Linked DNA regions of Mus musculus: region 1 is linked to region 2. Evidence: chromatin contacts called from public promoter capture Hi-C data. All regions are on one chromosome and are shown on one strand. Each heading gives the region's core, a stretch centred on a gene start, on an enhancer-like site or on the middle of the called end of the contact. The rest is flanking DNA. Distances are from core to core; before and after follow the strand shown. Region 1 holds the start of Wdr63 (WD repeat domain 63). Region 2 holds the start of Syde2 (synapse defective 1, Rho GTPase, homolog 2 (C. elegans)).

Region 1 (5,616 bases), core at 48-2,547, 120 kb before region 2:
GTAAAACTCAGTAATAGGTTGGCTCTGGGCAGGGCAACAGGAATCTGGGGTGGCTCTCAGACTTCTAGTTTTGCCAACAAAAGGACTGGGATGCTACCACCTAGGGGAGGAACCTGAAAGATATATGAAAGACGGGACTGTGAGATGCCTTAGCGCCTTGCAAGTGTTAGGAACTGTGTTGCAATCCCCAGGACCCATGTAAAGCTGGGTGTGGTAGTGCATATCTGTAATCCCAGTGTTGCTACACATAAAAACAACAGCCAAGTGTAAGGCAAAGACCAATACCAGAGGTTTTCTTCTGACCTCCAAATATACATGGTGGCACTTGCCTACATAACACACACAAAGACACACACACACACACACACACACACAGATCCACACACAGAGAGGGGGAAGGAGAATAAGAAAACAGAATGGGAGAGAGAAATTTGAAAAGATATATAAAGACACTAAGTTAATCTTGGCTCAGTTAAGCTGTGGTGACATCGATCCATCCATCTATCCATCCTACAGAGGGAGTTCTACGGCAGTAAGATCCTGTCTTAAACAAAACTCTTTAAATATTGTTGTGGTCAACTGCATTACTTTGCTAAATTTTGCTAGATCACAAATTAGCAGTTTTAATTTGTACTTTTAAAGAAAAGACAGAAAGCTGGCGAGATGAGCTTCACTCTAATAATCCCGGAGGGCCCACAGTCGGATGAAAGGATCCTTACAATAACCAACAACCACCAGGCAGCTTTCCCTCGGAGACTTGTAGTTCCGGCTTGACTCAAACTCTATACAAAATTCTTTGACAAAAAAACAAAAAACAAAACAAAACAAAAAATGTGCTGCAGTAGTCAAGGACGTCCAAGGCAACCTGAATGCAACCTCCACTCCACGCTCCAATTTTACACAGGTCCCTAGATGCATCCTGCTCCCTACAAGGGAGGTCAGGTGGCTGGCCTAGGAGCTGCCCATCCGCACCCCACGAGAACTTCCCTTTGACTAAGGCTGAAGTGGACGCAAGGCAAGGCATGGACCTAAGTCAAGAGGGGCCACTGCAAAGAACAGAGACCTAAATCGAACAGAGAACTAGTGCTTTCCTTGCTAGTGGGAAACTGGGCTTCTCTGGGATTACGTTAGGTGACGTCACAACACAACAACCAATCACTAGCCTTCTATGAGAGACAATGTTGGGGAGCGGATAAGGTATTGGTGAAGGCGTTCTGTCAATCTCAACAGGAGACTTTTTTTTTTTAATCTTAGCAACGGACGCGTCCTAGCAACAACTGCCAGCCCGCTGTTGCTGGAAATTTGAGGTTTATTTTCCTGAGCAAGAAGAGTCAGACAGACTCCCACCTCCTACTCTCGAAGGAGCGTTTCTCCCGGGAACTGCCAAGAAGCTGCCTTCTTTTCCCTTTAGTGATTCCAGGTAAGGGCGGTTCAGAACGGGAAAGGAGTCGCGGGAAAACTAAATATCTCATTACCGTATCAAGGGCGTTTAGAAACTTCCCAGAAAGTGCTAGAGAAGGTGGAGTCTATGAAATAAAGAAATACTTTTTTTCACTACTTTTGACAAGTTTGCAGCCCGAGCCAGTGAGACAAAAACAGCTATGAGAGAGCAGTTAACGGGAGATCTAAGAATGTCGGGAACCGAGAGCGGGTACTGTCTTGTTCCTGCTCTCACGTTACTTGGCGCGCAGCGGGAACTCAATAAATTATGCATAATTGAATTTGAGGATGACGAGATTCTGGTTAGTCATCAGCACTGTAGAGAATTAATGTGGACTGAAGCCTATCACTGGGGGGCTAGGGGAGGGCTAACCACGAAGATGAACAGAGAACCTAAACTCGTTGAAGGAGGGCTCACGTCTCCTTCGTTCCCCTAGTAATTAGCATATCTAGGACTTAATTTCTGCTCAGAGCGACCTCTCTTCCCCCTTGAAGTACTGTATGCTGAACGCTGAGTGAATCCACAGCAACCCTTCAAGGCAGCCTTGTGTTTGAAGTCCTGTGTCATCTCCTCACAGCACCACTGGGGAACAAGACTGATTCAGGCAGAGTGAGAAAGCAGACCACCAGAGAGCAGCATTACCTTCTGATAAATGCTTCCAAAATTGCAAAATCCACTCCTGGGAAGTAAAGGGGCTTAGGGAATTGGCATTCCAAGTGACATCGCTCTTACACTGGAAGAGGATGTCTTTGTATAGAGAAAAAAACTTGATCATTTTATGCATATATAAATAACAGTATTCATTGTATAAAATATGCAATGGACAGTAATTGTGGAAGCAGTAGTGGGGGGCCACACACACGAGCACGACCTCGGTAACTGGGTTACTGCAGCTGTATGAAGCTGGGTGATGTTTACAGTGTTGTTTAGTACTTTTGGCCAAAGGAAACTGGGATAGAAAATGGAGAGGGATCAACTGATGAGAAATCATCCAAAAGAGAATCAGATGACGTCCACCACCTGAATCTATGATTCTGAAGAGTAGAACGAAAAATGCTCCATCTGAAAAGCTGAGACAGCCTTTTATTGCATAATTTCTACTTAAAAAGTAGAAATTTGGACTGATGGGGTGGCTCAGTAGGTAAAGGTACCTGCCACCAAGCCTAATGGCCTGGGGTTGATACCAAGACCTCACATGGTAGAAGGAGAGAACCAACTCCAGTACGTTGTCCCTTGACCTACACACACACACACACACACACACACACACACACACACACACGTACACAAACATACACAAACATACACAAAAATAAATAAATAAATGTAACTTTAAAATTTTTTAAGTAGACACTTCAGGGCTGAGGAGATAACTCTGTTGCCTGCTTTGCAACTGTGAGCACCGTCTTAGTTAGGGTTTGACTGCTACGAGTAGATACCGTGACCAAAGCGAGTCTTATAAGGAGAACATTTAATTGAGGCTGGCTTATAGGTTCAGAGGTTCAGTCCATTATCTTCAAGGCAGGTGGGAGCATGGCAGCATTCAGACAGGCATGGTGCAGGTGGAGCTGAGAGTTCTACATCTCCTTCCTTCCTTTCTTTCTTTCTTTCTTTCTTTCTTTCCTTCTTTCTTTCTTTCTTTCTTTCTTTCTTTCTTTCTTTCTTTCTTTCTTTCGAGAAAGGGTTTCTCTGTGTAGCCCTGGCTGTCCTGGAACTCACTCTGTAGACCAGGCTGGTCTTGAACTCAGAAATCCACCTGCCTCTGCCTCCCAAGTGCTGGGGTTACAGGCGTGCACCACCACTGCCCGGCCGAGAGTTCTACATCTTTGAATCTGAAGGCTGCTAGTGGAAGACTGACTTCCAGGAAGCCAGGGTCTTAAGCCCACGCCCACAGTGACACACCTACTCCAACAAAGCCACACCTTCAAATAGTGCCACTCCTTGTGCCAAGCAAATTCAAACCATGACAGCATCTGAGTTTGATGGCCAAAAGTCAAGTCAAAAAGTAGTGTGTACACATAGGGCAGCGGTGGCAGGAGTGAGGGATAGAAAGACTGAATAGAAATTTCCCCCAAAAAATGTCAGAAGCATAAAATACTAATCAAAGCATCAATTGTATCTCTGTCGTCCAAGACCATTGTTTTAAGTGGTTCTATTTGCGTGCTGGATAGTTTTATGTCAACTTGGCACAAGCTAGAGTCATCAGAGAGGAGGGAGCCTCAGCTGAGAGAATTCTTCCATGAGATCCAGCTGAAGGGCATTTTCTTAATTAGTGGTTGATGTGGGAGGACTATGATGTAGAAGTGTAAGCCAAATAAACCCTTTCCTCCCCAACTTGCCTTTGGTCAAGCACCGTGTTTCATCACAGCAATAGAAACCCTAGTTGTGATATATTTATAATGAGACAGCAATCTGAGGGACACTGTGGTGTGGAGGTTAAGAGTATGTCCACTGTTCCCCAAGCTCCCACATCAGTGACCCGACCTTATAAAGTGAGGGTGAAAAAAAAAAATGACCGTAATAATGTGTGACCAAGGTTAAGTTCACAGAAAAGCTGAGGCAGAAATATCTTAAATTCAAAGCCAGTGTCTGTAGGCAAATAGGGAAATACTGCCTCAGCAAAAAAAAAATTAAAAATAGTAAAAAAAATACTCACTGAACTTAAAATGCACATGAAATTCTTCACACTGCCTGGGATAATGAGCAGCTCAGTCAGTAAACAGGTTCTCCAGAGCAGGAGTGAGGATTAAGAAGAAAAAAGACAATTAGACAACATTGTAGCATGACCCCGGCCAGTTCTGAGACTGAGGCAGGTTTATTTTTTTCCCAGTCTGCTTTTATACCATTTTAATTACATGCAAGTATTAAGGGCAGGCAGTACAATGAGGAACAATCAAGGCAATTAGCAAAGTCCTGGGATTGCTCTCATGACAGTTGTTTCCAAGAGCTTGTCAGAATGACCAAAATACCTGAGCCCACTTTCTTGTCCAAGCCCAAAATCAGATTCTTGCCTGAAGCCTGCTTCTTTTGTTCCACCCTAGGATTAAGATTCCCACCTGAATTTACTTTCCTGTTCTAGCCTAAAATTAGATTCTTGCCTGAACTTATCATGCCCTAATGTCAGATTCCTGCCTGAACTTAATTCTTTGTCATGGCCTAATATCGGATTCCTGCCTACCGGCCCCTCAAAGGATCTCTACAGCATAAACACCTGTGTGATTTATAATTATTATTATTATTTAAAACACACATGTTGGACTTCCCCGGCTCAGCATGAGAAGTGCTTGCTCTGCAAGCCTGACATCCCCAGAGCCCACATCACGGTGGAAGGATGGAAGGAGAGAAGCGACTCTAAATGTTGTCCTTTGAGATAGCACAACCACACATACAGCACCCCTCCCCCACTTCGTGCATGTACACACATATACAATGATGATAATAATGTTCTCAATGAATGCAAGAAAGATGTAAAAGTGTAATTAAACAAAATGGAGAGTGTTATAGGTAAACACACCCCATGCTTTGGTCAAGATTTTGCAATGAAGGGACCAAACAATAACAATAACAAGACCTGGTGATGTTTCAGTCTGTGTTGATGCTAATTTACTAAAATAAGACAAACACCATCTGTGGGGACTTAATGATGATATGATTTTTTATTATTAATATTTTTATTGAACCTTATAGCCAGCCACCTTGTGAGGTAGACTTTATTATCCCCAGGGGGAAAAAAAAAAGAAGTAAACAGAAACTAAGGAGATCTGTGGTTTGCCCAGGACCATTCAGCTAAAAGCAGAGACTGTTTTCAAATCCTGGGGCATAGATTCATAAAACCACACATCTCATACTGTAGCCCAGGCTGGCCTCGGGTGCATGACAATCCTCCTGCTTCAGCCTCCCAAGTGCTCTCATTGTAAGTCTGGCCATTCTACACGACTCTGAAATCACACTTTTGGCCATTTAATAAAATGAGTCTATGGTGGGCATTGTCAGGCAGATGTCCTTGTCCAGCGTTAACATCCTGTCAAAGCACCCTGGGGTTTCACAAATAAGATCTTAATGGTTACATAATCACACGCTAAGAGCTGTATGACTCAAATTATATTCATTTAAAAATTATGTCCAGACATGCATGTTGTTGACCCACATGTTAAGATTACATTCAGATGTGTGTG
Region 2 (6,487 bases), core at 2,313-4,812:
GAACGACAGCGGCCTCGTCTCGGGTGGAGACGGGAGAGGAGTAAAACCTGTGGATGAATCCAGAACAGTCTAGGACCCGCGCACCGAGAGCTGGCGTAACTATGCACATCCTGAGATACCTAAACGCTATTCTGTCATGCCCGGATGCTGAGGAGTTAATGTGTGATGGGAAAGGAAGCCAGGAGGGCCAGGCTTAGGGAGGGGACTGCAGCAGCTTCAGGGTAGATGTCTCATAAAAGGCTGCGGCAGAGGTTGCAATGCGTGGTTTTCATTTCTTTTTCAGTTATTATCACTTCCAGATTTAAAGTCAAATGGAGGGCTGGTGAGATGGCTCAGTGGGTTAGAGCACCCGACTGCTCTTCTGAAGGTCCAGAGTTCAAATCCCAGCAACCACATGGTGGCTCACAACCATCCGTAACGAGATCTGACACCCTCTTCTGGTGTGTCTGAAGACAGCTACAGTGTACTTACATATAATAAATAAATAAATCTTTAAAAAAAAAAAAATTAAAAAAAAAAATAAATAAATAAAGTCAAATGGAAGGAGCAACAAATTCATCCTATGAAGAAAAATATTTAACTCCCCGAATATCTGCAGGATCACTAAAGTAATTCGATGGTGAATGTTTTTACATAGTTCTGTTATCAGTGAAATTTATCATACAGAGTTAAAGGAACTTAAAGGCTGTGAATGTAAGACTTTTTATTACAAGTACTTTAGATCTGGGGGAAAGCAGTAGTAGTAGTAGTAGTAGTAGATTTTGATGTGAGCTTGGAAAAGTGCATCTCTCTTCACAAAGACTTGTCTACTATCTCTTTATTCAGGTGAAATAGAATTAGAATCTATTGTTTAATGTATAATGTCTATAAATCATATAAAATCATATTTTAGTTAGAACTTGGATTTCTCCCCACATTTGTGTTTATAATTTCAAGTTACTGTGCAGTAATTCAGAGAGACATGTGATCTTTTTTTCCCTTTTTTAAAAAAAAAACAGGGTCTTACTCTGTAGGCCACACTGGCCTTGAACTTGCAGAGATGCACCTGTCTCTGCCTCCAGAGTGCTAGGATGAAAGGCCTGGGCCACCACAGCTGGGCTGGGTGTGTATTCTTCCAGGAAACCCTCAAATTCTTCCAGCACTTAACTATTTTTAAAACTCCTCACTGAAAGTTTCTGTCTTTAAGGGGGTGTCAAGATGCCACATGGTTTTGATTCACCAGAGAATTTTGATATTTACAACAAAATTCAGAGATTTCTAAAACTAGACCCTCTGAGAATTTAAAAACATGCACATAGCAAACCAAAGATTTTGCATACTATATAAGGACAACCAGACTTAAAAAATTTTTTTTCTACTATAAATAGTGTTTTCTAAGTTTTCAAGTGGACTTAGGTGCTTGCACTTGGCCCTGAGTGACATTTACTTTCTTTACAAACCAGTATCATAGGTGTTCTACAAGAGAACGAAATCCTAGCTTTGGATTAAGAGAGAGAGAGAGAGAGAGAGAGAGAGAGAGAGAGAGAGCCCGAGAGAGCGCGTGCTCACGTGAATGTCTAAGCTCAAGTATGTGCGGTGCCTGGGTGAGAAGAAAAACAGCCTAATAAGTAAAATGACAGTTTATGAAGCCTATAAAATTCTACCTTGGATCGAATTCAGACTCACAAACTTCCCAAGTCTTTGAGTTTGCCTAGAGCTACAGAAAAGAAAAGAAAAAAATTAAAATAGCGCCCCCCTCCTCCCGCATCAAAACCTACATTAAATGCATGTAAAGGACTTAAAACCTTCATTCACTGTTGTCCTAAGGGAGGGAGCACGCTGACTCTTGGAGAAGAGAAAAACAAAAAATCCGAAAAGGGAAAGAAGGAAAAAGCAGGAAGCAGGAGAGAGGGAGGAGGGGAAGGGAGGGGGCGCAAAGACCACAAGATTTAATGTATGACATTAGCAGCGACCCGAGACCCGCAGAAGCCCACTCGGGAAACAGTACACCAGTGGTTCTCAACCTGAGGGTCTCGACCCCTGTGGTGACTGAACTAATTTTTCACTGGGGTCGCCTAAGACCATTGGAAAACACAGATATTTGCATGACGTCTCATAACAGTGGCAAAATTACAGTTATGAAGTAGCAACGAACATAATTTTATGGTCGGGGGCACCAAACATGAGGAACTAGATTCAAGGGTCACAGCATCAGAAAGGCTGAAAACCACCACACTAGAGGCTCAGGGCGCTGCTTAGCATATTGACTGCAAAGTGTCCTACCTGTCAGTGTGATTCTTTGGTCCGTTGTCACCGAGAGGACGTGGTTTTCATGCACTTTCCAACTGCCCAAATTTGGAGAGGTTGTCTGCGCTCCGGGAACTTTGGGTGCTGTCCCGCGATCGCGACCCTTCATCCCCAGGGACAGCAGACGTCCTTTGTACATCCACTTCTGCAGTTTCTTGACAGTCACCGCAGGTGGCTTGAGGGGAAGATCCTCCGGATGGTCCTCTTGGCTGCTGGATATCACAGAGGTCCCCACAGGATCCTTAAAGGGTCGTCCCGAGGACCCGCTGGGGTCATGGCAGATGGGAGGCAGGAGAGCGGCGGACGTAGCAGCCCTGTGGCTGCCCGGGCTCCAGCCGTCCATCCCACCTCCACGTGGCTGGGGCTCGTCCCTGTCCCGGTGCGCACCGCACCTGATGCAGCTGTCGCTCGCCCACCGCTGGAGCAGAGGCGGCCGCCGGCTCACGCGGAGGCTCTCGAGACTTCTGCAACTGGACAGTTGTATCCGAGGACTGGGAGGCCGTCCCTCTCTCGACTCCGTCGGAGGCGACCGGGGCGGGGACACCTGCTGCGGAGGGCGGTCGCCGCCTCGGAGGCTGCAGGCTGGGCGCACGGCTGCGCCGCGGGGGAGAGGCGGCTGCTGGCCCTGAGCCCGGGCTCCCGCGGGTCCGCCCCGCCGCGTGCCCGAGTCAGGGGGTAGGTCGTGCATGGCCTGGATCAGCAGATAATAGGCCTCTCGCAACTGGGTCTGCAGCCTGCCCGTCTCCAGGCGGCCGCCCTCCATCCCCGGGGAGGAGCCCGGCGCTCGGGAAGGCGAGGCCCGCAGCGCCTCCGCCCCCTCGGGCGCGCAGCCCGCCGGCAGGTTCTCGTAGTAGTCGGCGCCCTCGTCCTCCCCGTCGTCGTCGCCGCTGCCCCAGGCGCCTGGGGAGGCGCGAGCAAGCGCGCGGCCCAGAGCGGCGGCCTCCTGCGCCCCGCGAGACCATGGCACCCGCGCGCCCGGCTGCTCGGTCCCCCATGCGGGCCGCTCCATACCGGGGCCCGCGAGCTCGTGGGGCGGCGAGCGTCCCTCGGAGAGCGAGGCCGCCACGGAGTCCGCGTGCAGCCCGAGCGCGCCGGGAGCGTGCCGCTCTCGGAGCCGGCCGAGCGTCCTCCGCAGGGGCTCCGCCATGAGCGCCGCCCTCAGCAGCCCGGCTCGCCCGGGGCGCGGGGCGGGCTCCGAGTCCCGCGCGGGCGGAGGCGGCGGCTCTCCATGACCACGGCCGGTCCTCGCCAGCTCCTCACATACTTGGCATAACTCGGCAGCGGCGGGTCGGTAGAGGGGGGCGCGGGCGCCGCAGCGCGCATGCCCCGGAACTAGAGCCGCGACGGGGCGCGCGGGCCAACACGCGGCGTTCCCGAGGTGGGCGCTCCGGGGGCGGGGCCTGCGCGGCTGCAGAGAGGGAAAGGTGGAGCGGGTCGGGCTGCCACCCCGCCAACCGCCCCGGCCCCTCCCCGCTGCCCCCTGCGCGAGGCGGGGCTCCGGTGCAGCAAGTCCTAGCTTGAGAGTAACAAAGACTGTTTGGACCGACCAAGTGCGAGTGCAGGTGTATCTCACAGGAGCGTTGTCCCCAAGATGTTCTGATCGGTTCCCTGCTCCCCGGAACTGTTGGAAAGGAATTTGCGGGGCTAGAGAGGTCGCTCGGTTGTAAGGATCGCTGGCTGCTCTGGTGTAGGACTCCAGTGTCAGGGGTTCCGAAGCCCTCTTCTGGCCTCCGCTGGCACCCGGCATGCGTGTTGTAAACCGTCATAGGTGCAGGTAAAACAACCATGCACGTAAAAATAAACAATAAAAAAGAAATCTGTAGCAAATCCTATTCAATAAGGAATTTTTAAAAAAAGTCCTTTATGTACTAGATCACTTCGGTTCCCTCTTTTTCAAATCTGTTTCTCCTTCTGTAAAAATGATACCTTCTCATCCAACGTTAATCCCTAGATCAAACAAAACTTGTTAAATGGAACCACAGATAAGAGCCCCGGGTACAACTACCAAACTAAAAGCGCTAGTTTACAGCTTTTAAATGTAAAAATGCTAACTGAAATTCAGTGTTCACTGGGTCGAAATAGAGAAAGGGTGAAATTTGGAAATACCTACTCTCAATACCAAACCCTGCCTGGCCTGGCACTGATCGATAAGAATCAGTGTTGCCATCATCTCTGATTTCAGCTATACTTTTTGGTTGTTATGCATTGGGAATGACCTTTGAGCCACTCATACCGCACAAATATCTAGCACATGCTTGCACTTAGTAGGTACTCAAGTCCTCCAAAAGTGGTAGTTGAGTGAATGGTCCTTACTTATTCCAGTATGGTCCTCCATGTAAGCCCAGCTGCTTTCTGTGCCTAAACGCTCCATCCTCTCAGCTCACTTGGATCTGTGCCGTTTGTTAGCGCCTGGCTCTCTGCCTTTGGAGTCATCCCCCTGTATCTGTATGCGTGTAATCTTCCCTGTGCTAGGCTTGGTGTGGTGGTATACTTGCTTGTGGAAGGAGGCTTAAGATGGAGGCAGTAGGAGGACAGCCTGAGGCCCTCTCTCAAAAAGCTAAACAAAGGAACAAAGAAACTGACAGGAGTGCCCCTCAGGTGAAGGCAAAGCTTTCAAGCCTAAAGATTTGAGTCAATTGTATCAAGACCCACACCCTGGAGGTGAGGAGCCATTGCTTTGTGACCTGAGACTCACTCCAAAACACAGGAATGCAGAGGGGAGGCTGAAGGGCTACCTACCCATCCTCCTCTTCACCATGGAGTCAGCTCCCACACAGACTAGGTCTCAGGTTCTACCAAACTTCAAGAGTCCTTATCACTACACAGCACACATTCAAAACACATATACCCTGCATGCCACACATATACCACACACACACACATATATACCACACACACACACCACATACACCACACACACCACACATACACCACACACAACACACATGCATGCATATACACACAAACACATATATACCACACACACACCATGCACAAGTACACTACACAAACACACCACACATATACACATGCTACACATATACCATGCATATACACCACACACATGTATAAACACACAAATCTTTATCATATATTTGTTGGAACAGATTGTTTCAGGTATTTTTTTTGTTTTACATAATTCGTATGCATGTTTTGTATCTTTTATTTAAAAAATTCAAAATTGACCCACTTCCTAAGGACAGAAACTATAATCCCTTGTTGTATTGGGGTAAACCCAGCATCCTAAACACTACATGAGGAAGCTTCTTAGTTGACAGCAGTGTTATAGACAAGAAGCAGCTTCAGTTTCCAGTCCGTCGCTCAACTCTCCACTAGACCACAGTGTTCTCATGCTGTTTTGAAACTCTTTCGTAACACACTGAAAACTTGTAGACATAATCTCAATACTTAATCTGAAACGTTACACTACGATGTTCAGACCTTAATACCAACGGTGCTAGGATATTTTTATTGCAGGAACCCAAGGCTATTTTATGAATAGTCAAGGCATAAAAATATTCCACAGTGAAATATTCCCACAGGAAATGACTGATAGCAAAGCTGCCAATAATGGGTTCTATAAACACAATTTGATCGCTATCTCAGAAGTTGTTTTCCTTCCAACTAAATTGCACAATCTTTTTATTCTTTGTAGTTAACAGAGTTTAAAATGCCATAAGCTTTGCACACACAGGCACAGGCACAGACACACACACAGACACACATACAGGCACAGATACACAGACACACACACAGGCACACAGACACACAGGCACACACACACAGGCACACACACACAGGCACAGACAGACAGACACACACACCTATATATTAGACTCTGTCCTTAATTCAACTTGCTAACTTATTCAAGAGTCATGAAATTTACTGGCCAATGTAATATGCTGTACATTGCTTTAGACATCACTAAGAACCAAGCTCAGTATAGCATCTCACAGTGAAACTTAACCCTGCTTAAAATTGAGGATGGGAAGAGGGCTGGGGCTATGGCTCAGTTCAGAGTGCTTTGAGTGGGCACAAAACTCGGGATTCTATCCCAACCCCCCTCCCCACACCCCGAACAGGTTGAGTGTAGTGACCCACACCTGTAATCTCAGCATGTGGGAAGTACAGGCAGGAAGATGGGAAGTACAGGCAGGAAGATGGGAAGTTCAGGTCACCCTGAGAAGGTTCGAGAACTTTA

What was found. Promoter capture Hi-C pulls out the DNA fragments that hold promoters and counts their contacts.
Region 1: a promoter capture Hi-C map of neural stem cells shows a contact between it and region 2. The contact joins the promoter of Wdr63 here to the promoter of Syde2 in region 2. A contact is called at or near these places in 1 of 39 promoter capture datasets (neural stem cells), 1 of 15 datasets of contacts at CTCF or cohesin (the NIH/3T3 cell line), 5 of 484 Hi-C or Micro-C datasets (cortical neurons, embryonic stem cells, liver and 2 more), 2 of 115 datasets of contacts at active chromatin or transcription factors (embryonic stem cells and forebrain) and 3 of 9 other capture datasets (adipose tissue, liver and pancreatic islet).

What each region holds. Positions count from the first base shown.
Region 1 is chr3:146,103,717-146,109,332 of GRCm38.p6, reverse strand. It overlaps Wdr63 (WD repeat domain 63), which reads left to right and starts at 1,297. Exons shown (of 23, transcript NM_172864.3): 1 at 1,297-1,420. It also overlaps a transcript of Mcoln3 not described here.
Region 2 is chr3:145,984,945-145,991,431 of GRCm38.p6, reverse strand. Syde2 (synapse defective 1, Rho GTPase, homolog 2 (C. elegans)) reads right to left here and starts at 3,562. Exons shown (of 7, transcript NM_001166064.1): 1 at 2,263-3,562. The coding sequence starts at 3,433. It overlaps Gm35352 (a long non-coding RNA gene), which reads left to right and starts at 3,937. Exons shown (of 3, transcript XR_376174.3): 1 at 3,937-4,060.